Regions from separate parts of the Mus musculus genome. Here region 1 is linked to region 2. Evidence: chromatin contacts called from public HiChIP or PLAC-seq data. All regions are on one chromosome and are shown on one strand. Each heading gives the region's core, a stretch centred on a gene start, on an enhancer-like site or on the middle of the called end of the contact. The rest is flanking DNA. Distances are from core to core; before and after follow the strand shown.

Evidence for each region. HiChIP or PLAC-seq counts read pairs in DNA pulled down with a chosen protein or histone mark.
Region 1: a contact with region 2 is called in an H3K27ac HiChIP or PLAC-seq map of the HPC-7 cell line, with 5 times the contacts expected there. The contact joins two enhancer-like sites. A contact is called at or near these places in 7 of 484 Hi-C or Micro-C datasets (bone marrow-derived macrophages, cerebellar granule neurons, embryonic fibroblasts and 4 more), 11 of 115 datasets of contacts at active chromatin or transcription factors (the HPC-7 cell line, T-cell acute lymphoblastic leukemia, embryonic basal ganglia and 5 more) and 3 of 9 other capture datasets (adipose tissue, embryonic tail and pancreatic islet).

What each region holds. Positions count from the first base shown.
Region 1 is chr4:136,809,623-136,815,359 of GRCm38.p6, forward strand. The region is part of intron 1 of Ephb2 (Eph receptor B2); the gene reads right to left. Among named protein-coding and RNA genes, the nearest start is that of Gm52708, 13 kb to the left of the region's middle. Within about 2 kb of position 3,094, at least 16 of the 459 cell types and tissues checked have an H3K27ac peak or open chromatin away from gene starts, as enhancers often do. A contact at or near this core is called in the HPC-7 cell line, where this site is marked.
Region 2 is chr4:136,680,909-136,686,557 of GRCm38.p6, forward strand. It overlaps Ephb2 (Eph receptor B2), which reads right to left. Exons shown (of 16, transcript NM_010142.4): 6 at 3,012-3,136. Among named protein-coding and RNA genes, the nearest start is that of Lactbl1, 61 kb to the left of the region's middle. Within about 2 kb of position 2,528, at least 32 of the 459 cell types and tissues checked have an H3K27ac peak or open chromatin away from gene starts, as enhancers often do. A contact at or near this core is called in the HPC-7 cell line, where this site is marked.

The sequences.
Region 1 (5,737 bases), core at 1,844-4,343, 130 kb after region 2:
GGATGGATGGATGCATGCATGGAAGGATGGATGGATGGATGGATGCATGCATGGAAGGATGGATGGATGGATGGATGGATGGATGGATGGATGGATGGATGGATGGATGCATGCGTGCATGCATGGATGGATGGGTGGATGAGTGGATGGATGGGTGGGTGGATGAGTGGATGGATGCATGGATGGATGCATGGATGCATGCATGGATGGATGGGTGGATGAGTGGATGGATGGATGGATGGATGCATGCATGCATGCATGCATGCATGGAAGGATGGATGGATGCATGGATGCATGCATGGATGGATGGGTGGATGAGTGGATGGATGGATGGATGAGTGGATGGATGGATGGGTGGATGGATGGGTGGATGGATAGGTGGATGGGTGGGTAGGCAGATGGATGGATAGATGGGTAGGCAGATGGATGGACAGATGGACAGCAGTGTAGTTCTAGAACAAAGAAGCATGAGGGACTCTCCCGGAGAGTGAAGCCCTGGCTCTGCACTGCAGGGTGACCAATGGAAAGTCACTTTGCTTCTACAGCCTTGGTTTCCTCACCTGCACTGTGAGAGCTCACGGGGCTACATGGCACCAACAGGGGTCGAGCTGCTCAGAGACAGCGCTGCTGCCTCATCACCATCGCCATGATGACAGCACGTGAGGATCGGGGACTGGAAACTCATAAGGTTCTGGGGACAGAGGCAGAGGTCAGGAAGGAAAGGGCAGTGAAGGGGTTTGGGATGGCCTGGTTAGGAATGTGCTTGCCACACAAGCCTGAGGTCCTGAGTCTGCAAGAAAATGAGGTAAGATGTATAATCCTGGGGCTGGGGGCCGGAGTCAGGAAGCTACCTGGGCTTGCTGGCGGCTTCAAGTTCGGCAAGACCGTATCTCAGAAAATAAGGTGGAAAGAAAGGAAGACACTGGATGTCTGGGGTCCACAGCCATGCTTACCCATGTGCATCACAAACACACACAGACACACACACACACACACACACACAACACACACACACACACGTGCACAGGGAAAAAACCGAGGAAATAGCTAGGCTCTCCAGAGCAGACAGTCATCTGCGTTCTGAACAGGCTGTTCCCAAAGTGGGGGCTGGGTTACAGCCCCCAACCTCATTACCCAAAATGGAGATTCTGAGTCCTGTCACCCTAAGAGTGGCTTCATCCAGCACGGTCGGGTCTATAAAGCGTGAGAACAGCCTGATCACTTCCTCCCACCTCCACGGGCTGGTGCGGGTGTCACGCGGAGTTGTAAACGCCTTTAGGATCGAGGGGAAAGTTATTTTTAGGGGCCGACAGTGTATTCCCTCATTCATAAAACATGGGCTAAGAACCTGCTGGGGACAGCCCTGTGCTGTGCCCTGAGGAACGAGGCTCTGAGGTGAGAGAATTCACATTTCAGGCTAGCAGAGGAGGCTGATGTGGAAGGACTCAGCCAAACTTCTTCACTGTTCCAAGGCCATCTATACTACAGATGTGGGTTGAAGGCCAGGGTCAGCTGGAGAGCAGGATGCACTAAGGAGACCTTGTATTGGACCTTTGAGGGCTGAATAGGAGCTTGCTACATAGAACTGAGAGAATAGCAGCTATGGCCTGAATAACTGGGGTGAGGGTGGGGTGGGGCTTGTGACACAGACGTGTGAAGATTAGTCTGTGGGTAAGAAGGAGCAGGACAGGAAGGACTTCACCAGAGGCCAGGACATTAAGCATCTGCACCCCCCCCCAAATTCCCACCCCGGTTTTTTTAGTCAACAAAGAACAGTCGTAATGAGGGCTGACCTTCTGGTCCTGCCGACGTCGCCATTAAGGTCAGGGAGAGGAAGGGGGAGGTCTGAGGGCAGGTGGCCACTTTAGAGATGAATGAAGGAGGTATGGCCAGGGGCGGAGCCTAGGCACAGCTAGCTCTAGCCTACCGGTACTCCAGGCAGACAGAATGGGAAACTGAGGCACAGTCTGAATCCACTGATTCCTGGTGGCCTCCAGGGGGAGTCCCAAGTTCTTGGTATTGTTTCTGCCTCGGGATCTACTCAGAGGCCACTGCCAAGGTGACTTACTGCTGGGTTGTCCCCAAGCCACTCCTCCCCTGCTCTGAGGGGCCACTGGGTTGGGACAGGCTGGGCCCTGGGCCCGTGCTTGGAAGCGCTATTATCCTGGGGGCCTCCCACAGTCCTGGGAAGAAAGGCTTCCCTCTGACAAATAAGCCCTGCACCGGCTAGGAGGGCAGGCAGCTGCATTATCTGCGCTGACCCTGCCCAGTGTCCTAAAGCCCGCCCCAGGACCTCCTCCTGAGGCCTATGGGAACCAGACTGCCACCCCCCCCCAACCCCCAGACACCTTTCCACCCTCCAGGGAATCACTTGGGGCCCCAACACAGTGGCCAGTGCAGTCAATTGGAGTGGGGGAGGATGGTTCAAGGAACTCTACTGCAGCTCGTGAAGGGGACTGCGAGCGATCGATGTTTGGAAAGGTCACAGGGCACAGACTGTGCTTCTGAGGGTGGCTCTGTACCCTACTGCCCCACACCAGCCAAGCATAGAGGTCTTTTCCACAAATGTACCCTTTACATAAGCCGGGTTGGTCAATTACCGTTATCTTTGCCTTTGATAGTGGACATCTTGGGCCTTGGGCACAGAAAGCATGTATTCTCCACTGCACCCAACCAGCACCTATCATCATCTTTAGCAGGGGCTTCTCTGTGGCAGACTTGGTGCCTCTGTATTACGCTGATATCTCATTTAACTCATGGAAAAGAAAGGCTCAGAATGGCAAAGCAGCCCTGGGAAGGCCACACAGCATGTAAGGGACTGAGGCAGGATTTGAACTCAGGACTCAAACTTCGAATGGCTTCATGCTTAACCATTACACTAGACACCCCACCACCACACACACACACACACACACACACCTCTGCACAAGACTATTCAGTCAACTGAAGGCAGATGGCAGATTCTTCATCACATGGAGCCAGAGGGATTCAGACTTCAGTGTAAAAAAGGAGACAGGATACCCTGCCCGGTCTCCAGGGGACTCCAGGCCTGGTCGGAAGCAGGTTCCTCCCCCAACTCCCCCTCCTAAGGCAGAAACTACCAGTGACTCCCACGGAGCTCTAGTCTGACCACAGGAGACAGCTGCAGTAACTGTCCTACAGCCACAGTCAACAGGGAAATGCACTCCACAGTCAAGCAGGGGCAGCTCAAACCTTACTGTCCCCTTTCAGTGAGAGGCAACGCTTTAGAGCCTCAGTTTCCCTACCTCACAAAGGTGTTAGGAGGTAATTATGGGAAAGTACCCCTAATCCTGGACTCAGTTAGACCATGCTGGCTGTCACAGCAACAGCAGAGTCATACATGGTGGCTTTTGAATTTTGGGAGGCCTCACTGGGTGTGGTGGCACAGGCCTGTAATTCACTCCTGGAAGTCTGACGCAGGAGGGTCTCATGTGTGAGTCCAGTTGGGGCCATGTAGGAAGAAAGCTCATCTTATCAAGAGCAAGTACTGCCAGGCACCGAGGGAGATGCCTGTGATCCAGCAGTCTGCGAGGCAGATGCAGGGGGATCCCTGTGAGTTACTGGAGGCCAGATTAGCCTACTTAGCAAGTCTAGGGCCAGCCAGGGCTCTATAGTGAGACTCTGACACAAACGAAAGTACAAATAGGGCCAGCAAGATGGCTTGGTACAGTAATGGCTCTTGGCATCACACCTGATGACCTGACTTCCATCCACAGGACCACACGGTAGCAAGAGAGAACTGACTCCTGCAAGCTCTCTTCTGACCTACACACACACACACACACACACACACACACACACACACACACACACACACACACACACACACCATGATACATATGGGTGAGCACACAATATAAATAAATGATATCTAAAAGTGTGTGTGTGCCTAAAACTTTCTGAGACATCATTCACAATTTCAGCATTTTCTCAAAGTTCTTTATGGCCCAAAGAAGTCAGAAGGCACAGCAAGGGCAGCTTCACCCCTGCTGTAGACACATCTCTGGGTCCACACTCCCCCCCACCCCCCCATTGCTGCTCCTGTCTCTCCAGGATGTTAGAGATCTACTGGAGACCACAAAAGTGACAGGACCCTGTCCACTGCCCTGGGCTGTGCTAGAGGGAATTTACCCTGCTGCTAGGAAGCCTGACAACAGCAGGATGCTCTCCTGTCCCTAGAGAGACCTGGGAGGACCTCAAGCTTGCCTGACCACTGGGGGCTCCAGGAGTGTGGAGCTGGGATAGAGGAGGTGTGGGATGGGAGGCATACGAGGACTGCTGTGCTTTGGTTATGGCTATTCTGCGTGGCTCTTGGCTCTGCCCACCGGCCCTCACCTGTCTGTGTACTGCTATAGAGCCTGGGCTTAAGACTATACCCAAGTATGACTTTCAGACTGTGTGGCCTTGGGAAGTATCGAACCCCTCAGAGACATTGATACTCCCTCCACCCTGTCTTGCTATGTACTATATGCTATGTATTTCTGCCTGGTTTCAGTGTCTCTGTCCTCCTGCTTGACCCTCCCAAGAACTGGGATTACCAGCATCTTCCTCTCCCTCAGCCAGAGCTAGGAACCTTCTTGATTGACTGAAGGTAGAGACTTTGTAGCTAATGTGGTCAAAGCAGCAACACTGCCGGTGCAGACGTGCTAAGTCCAGCTTCTACCGCATATTAACATGGCATCTTGCTTTGGTCTTCCCACTGCACCACCCTACCCTCTGTGATCTTGGTCTCTCCGCCCGTCTAAACATGTGGCCAGAGGAGAAGGCTGTAGGGAAACTGGTCAGTCTTAGAGTGGAAACCCAAACAAGTCTGTACTGTCTGGAACCTCAGTCTCCAGAGATATCTGATGGGACTCACAGCTACATCGATATTCAAAAGGCATAGCTACTGGGGCAAGAGCATGGGCCAGGACATGAGCCAGCCACTGTAAAAAAAAAAAAACCACACACACCTCGGTCTTGCCTCCGGCAGTGGGTCACAAGGAAAGTGCCTGTGGATACTGCAGAGCTACACATGTGCCAGTGGGTGCCCAAGGCCTCTGGCTGCAAATTAGAAAATCAAGAGGGGTCCCCTCAGTATTTACCGGCTGGGCAAAATAAGAGCCTCCAAAAGGGAGGCACAAACGTCAACTCTAAAATCCAACTATAATAAGCAAATGTCCAGAAAGAAAAAGTAAAGGGTCCATGAGATGGCTCAGTTGGAAAAGAGGCTTGCTGCCAAACCTGGTGTCCTGAGTTTGATCCCTAGGCTCCACAGTGGAAAGAAAGACCTGACTCGCACAGGTCCTCTCACATGCTGTGGGACATGAACAGTCACCAAACACACAAACACAGACAGACAGACAAGCACGCGCACGCGCGTGCACGCACACACACACACAAACACACATGCTTGCATGCATGCACACACAAACATAAACGCATACTTTCTAAAGCCCAATTGTGTCTGTATGCGTGTGTGCATGTATGTGAGCACACTGTGGGGCGTGGAATAAAATGAGGTCATATGGAGATGCACTATTTTTATTTCAACAAGGCATTTTAAAAATACTCTTAATTATATGAAGATGGGGGAAAGGTTGGCTCAAAAATTAGAGAGCACTGCTACAGTTGCCCTCTGGCCCCCCACACCCATCTTAAACCCTGCCATCCCTACCACACCCTCCTTAGCCCCCTCACCTTTCCCAGGCCCCCCACTGCTCTTTACATCCACCCC
Region 2 (5,649 bases), core at 1,278-3,777:
TGTAAACTTCTCTCAGCTTTCAAACCTCAGCTCAGATGTCCCGGATACAGGCCTCCTCTCACCCGCGCCATGGCGGCAGGCCATGCTTGGGTACTTCCCACCGCCGAGACCTTCTTCGTATGGAGAGTACTTCACACGGCTGTTACTGTCTGAGCCTTCCCCCCACACCCGCCCCCCAGATGGCCAAGTCCTCTGCAGCCAGCGTCAGCTGGTAACAGTGGAAGTCAAATGACCCAGTGGCTGTCCTTTGATGGCATGTACACTCAGACTGAGCAGACGGGCTAACCGACAGGGACCTGGCTACATGTCACTGGTCATCTCAGAAGTAACCATGGGAGAAAGCCGGGAGGCAGGAGCACCAGAGAGAGTAAGAAAGGGAGATGGAGGGTAGATCCTCCTTCTGACTCTCAGCACAAAGTGCTGACAGGCCACATGGGCCTCTGTCCCTCAGTTTCTCCTCCCGTCAGTGCCTGGGGGTACCATTCCAAGGACGATTGTGGTGATAGTGTGGTGTCCCCCGCACACATCGAAGACTGTGAGAAGTGACCAGGTAGCCACTTGGCTACTGTGGAGCCACCTGGTCCCAAAGAAAGCAGAGCAGTGCCACCCCAGCCAACACCTCTGCCAGGCTCCCAGGCCTGGCTGGTGCGCTAGGAAATGGGTCGCAGTCAGGACCACAGAGGGATTCCTCATTTCCGCTCCAATCTTTGGGGAAAAATACTTTCAGTTTCATTTAATCACAAGGCTTCTTAATTAGTTTTTTTCCCTTTTCTTTCTTCTGTTTTTTTTTTTTTTCCTTTTCTTTCTTTCTAAAATCAGTTGTTAAGCTGTCCTTGCTGGAGGGAGCAGAGACACTGGCCCCTGCAAGGCAAAGCTTCCTTTGTCCAGCTACCCAGACTGGGAGCCCCTTCAAAGTCCTTCAGGACCCAGTGAGATTTTTTTCAAGAGAGACACTCAGGCCTCTCAGTAGCCACTGCTCAACACATCAACAAGTACTTATGGAATGTCTACTGTATACCAGGCGCCAGGACACAGCAGAGCTAATGTCTCACCCACGGTGGCTCAGAGCTATCAGCAGAGGGCCAAGAGAGGATTCAACATTGGCCCTGGTCTTGGCAGCATGGAAAAGCTTCTCAGAGAAGGTCAAGACATTCATGGCGAAATACTAAAGTAGGAACTGGGGCTGGCTGGGGTGGTGAGGGGCAGGAAGTGACTGGCCCAAGTGGCCAGCCTGCCTCTGGTTTTTGTTTCATTCATGAGCTCCATCCCTCACTCTCTGCTCCATCCACACAATGCTCTCATTCATCATTCGCACCCTAGGGAGACCAGGCCCTTTGCTGCCAGCATGTGGGCTTTCCAGAGAAGAGGCAGAGGCTGTGGGAAGATGCTCAAGGCTGGTAGAAGTGATGGTGTTTCCTGGTACCCTGAAGATGCTGATAGGCAGGGATAAGAGACCAGGGAGGGAAGAATATGATGGAGAAGTCAAAAGCTGGGGCTGGGGTAGGAGTTGGGGCGGGGGGGGTGCAGGCTTCTCTGAGGGGAGACAGCTGATTAAGATAGCTGGGCACTGTAGTGATGTGGGGGGTGGGGGTGGGGTCTTTCATTCTTTCACTCAACTCATCTACTGGGTTTCTCTAGGCTTCAGCTTAGAGCTCTGGGGAGAAGGTGATGACCAGAGAGAGAGGTGGCTCCTGACAGCAGCACAGGACACTGGGATATGCAGGGGGGAAGTCCATGATCATGAGGAGCGCATGAATGAGACAGGGTTAATAGGTGACAAACAGATCTCTGCTAACCCAGAGGCTGATGGGGACTAGGCGGGGGTCTCAGAGAGTGGGTTTCCGCAGGCCTAGCTGCCACAGTCCCTGAGCCCCAACAGCATGACACCCCCCCATCATTTCCTGCTCACTATGAGCTCACCCCCAACAAAGGGCTTTCTATCAACCATTTACCAGCAGCTTAGTCTGAACAGAAGTCCTAGGCACCTTTCTCTGGGGTCCTTGTGGTCTCTATGGGTAGAAGGAAGAGGAATTCTAGGTCTAGGCACCAGGTTACAGGGCCTCTGGTGTTTATCCCTACGGGAGGCCAACTGCTATGTCCACTCCTGGAGGCCTGTGCTATGTGGCGCTCACGGTCTCTGGTCCCATGTGGCACTGTCCTGAAATACTAGCCCACCCTGTAGGAGACAGGCAGGAGAGCAGGGAGCCCACACATTCACCTCTGCAGGGGACCAGGGACATGCTTGGTGCTGGTGTCTGCCCCTTCTTCCTCCTCATGGAGTGGCAGTCTCCTCTGCCATCCACCCAGGTGGAGATGGAGGCCCCCCCCAGGGCAAAGTTTGACTGCCTGAGGATGCAAATTGATTCTGCCTGTTTGTCTTACATGCGTGGCTTCCAGCCACAGGTCTCTCAAAGAGGAGTGGAGTCTATTCTAAAAGATCAGAGAGAAATCCGTCTATGCAGTCCAAGGTGCCTGGGTGGAGACAAAGCCACGGTAGACTCAGAGGGCCTTAGAGGAAGTCTGGCTTTCTTCCCTCAGCCTATAGGAAGAGCCCTTCTCTTCATTGTCAACCCATTGTGGGATCCCCTCAACTGTGGGTTTCCTGTTAGTCACTGACACCTTAGTTTGATCAGAAGTCCATCTTTCCCAGAGGCCCTTCTAGGGGTCCACCCCGCATAGGGTATAGACAGATGCTTTCAACCGGTGAAGACCAGTTTTGTTGTTTTGTTTTGAAAAACAGTTTATCTCAAACTCAGGCCTCTGAGGTCAAGACTGAAGAGGTCTCGACAGTAATAGGTCTGAATGAAGGTGGCATATCGTTCAGACAGACAGCCCGTCCCCTGGACCAGAACAATGAGAGGGCAAGGCACCTGCCTAAGATCTCACAGCAGGGGCAGGAGAGGCAACGGAGAGTCCGGCAGGCTGAGCCTGAGGCTGGCAGGAGAGTACACACCAGGCCTAGACTGGGAGAGGGGCGTTTGGGGAGGCAGAGCCAGTGGGCACACGGCTACCTTCTCATAGTACTGCAGCTCGTAGTCCAGGATCACACCGTTGGGCTGGTCTGGCTGGGACCACGACAGGGTGATGCTGTCCACAGTGCGGCTCACCTGGTGCATGATGGACACGGCCGATGGTGCTGCAAGAGAGGTCAGAGGTCAGGGGTCAAAGCAGGCATGAGGAAGTACAACTTATTTTAGAAGCACGAGAGCCATGGGGCCAGTGAGGACAGGGTCAGAGAGCAGGTTGGTGGGGGGGTCAGGGACCAGAGAAAGGACCAATAGGGAATTCCAGACCATGGTGGGGGCTGGGGCTTCTCTAGGGGGCTTGTGACAGTGTTGTGGAACTAGATGAGGTACAGGAAACACGCTGACGCTATGTCATACATGTTGACCTGATCGGCCTATTCATCCCCACACGGCTCGCTGACCTGTGACCTGGATGGGGTCTTTCACTACTGGGAGCCTCAGCTTCCACATCTCTGCTTGATGCTATGGAAGGTGTGTGTATGTGTGTGTGTGTGTGTGTGTGTGTGTGTGTGTGTGTGTGTGTGAGGACTGGGAAATAATTTTGGGAATGCCAGCATCCCTCCAGGGAGAAGCCGCGCCACCTGGCCGTTCAGGGCCATACAGACTCATAGAAGAAAGTGGGCTCATTTCTGTCTAGTGAGGCCCCCCCCCCAAGCTCTTCTCCCCACCCCCAGCCAGCACCACACTAGGCTCTGTACCAAGGAACCAGAGACTCCACCCAGAGCCAGGGCCCCCCGGTGGCTGCTTCTGGAATCTCCTGTTGTTTGCCTCTTCTCAGCCGGTGCCAGTGTAACTGGGAGACCTGGACAGACCACACCTTGCCTTCCCACCCCAGCCACTGATCCTGCAGGTCTCAGATGTGGTGTACCTGGGAATCCGGACTCCCAAGCATGCACAGAGAAGGGGGGTGAGTGATTTGTCCAAGGTCACACAGCAGAGGGTGGGTGGGTCCATAGCAGTGAGCCTGGTGGGGCATGTGGTCCATTCCACCCCTCAAGGACTGTGTGCAGGCAGGACTCTGCCCACAGTCCCTCTAGCTGAAGCCACAGGGTGGGCTCTTGAGAGGAGGGGTAGGACCATGTAGCCAAGGCAAGTGGGCCCAGCCTTTGGAGTCTGTCCTTGTCCTGAAGGGCCTGGGGTATGACAGAAGGCCTGAAGAAGATGGCTGCCTGCACCTCTGTCCACTCAGCTCTCTTTCCTGGAGACCCTGTGGACTCAAGATACCCACCCAGAGGAGGCCCTGGTTTCTGACACCCACAGGGTCACTAACTCAGATAACACATGTCATCTGTGGGTTGGGCATTTATAATACCCACTCTACAGATGAGGGAATGAACTCAGGAGTTATGGAGAAACCTGCCTGAAGTCAAGCAATGGAGCCAAGATTCAAACCCAGGCAAACTCGGGGCCAATCAGCTTTCTTGTGGCGATAATGGCAGACCAGGGATGCTGCAGAGGGTTTGTAAGGACATCCTAAGCTCCAGACTGTAGTCTTGAAGCCAATCCACCCCCCTCCAGCCATGGCAGCTCCCACGGGCTTGAAGGGTCTGGGCTGTAGCAGGCTTGGGTTTCAGGCAGATCCTGGGCTCTGAGCCCCTAAGCCCCGTGACCCAGGCGTGGTGAGGAGATGAGATCTGCCAGGAAGATGATCAAGGCTGGCTGGGGAGCTGGCCCCTCTCTCGGAATCCAGAGATTAGCAATGAGAAAAGGCACAGGCTAGAAGCTGTCCGGGCCCCTCCTGCTGCCGCGCCCACGCTGGGTCAGGTTACCTTGGAAGTTGGACATCTGGGAATTCTGGTATTTTCAATTATCAGACGGGCACGCCAGGAGGCTATGGGGTCAGTGGTACCCTGTGACCCTTGCCAGGAGATGGAGCCCCAGGGGGCAGAGCACAGAGGAGGTGGGGGAAGCTGGGCAGCCTGCTTTCCTGCAGCAGGTGGCCAGGGGGCCTGCTGGCCTCCAGCAAGACCTGGGGAGAATGGGGAAAGCCTGTCCCTTCCTGGCAGGGGCTTGGGCCAGCTGAATTCTCCCTATGAGTCATGTTTCTTCCCTAAGTTATGAAGGGGCTGAAAAGGGACTTCCGAGGTTGCATGAGGTGATACTACAAGGTGGTCCCCACAGGCTAAATGAAGGACTGGCTTCTAGTCCTAGATGCCAGCATAGGTCAGAGAGGCAGAAGGCTAGGATGCTGCCTGGCCAGAGGCAGGAGGCCACACCTCACTTCCTGTGTGCTGAGGATCAAGGAAAAACCCACTTTTGGCCATCCATTCCCAGTTGAGAAGAGGCAGTGAGCTAAGGCGCCATGGGGAGAGGCAGCCACTCACTGGACTGTCTGAGGCCCCACCCCAGGCCCAGGCCTAATGGCCTTGCAGGCCCCAGAACCATCTCCTGCCCTTGCCCCCAGATGGAGATGACTCCACAGATGCCCGACCCTGCTGTGGAGGCCCTGTCTGGCATCGCTCTTTTCACCATCTCCCTTCTCCCAGACACCATCTATTCTGTCTCTTTATGTTCCCCAATATACCGAGGTTCCCACCCCTGGGGTTTTTGGCTCCTGATTCTTTGCTGAGAAACCTCTTGCCTCCCATCCACCAGAGATCAATGGTCTCATCTTCATTTGAGT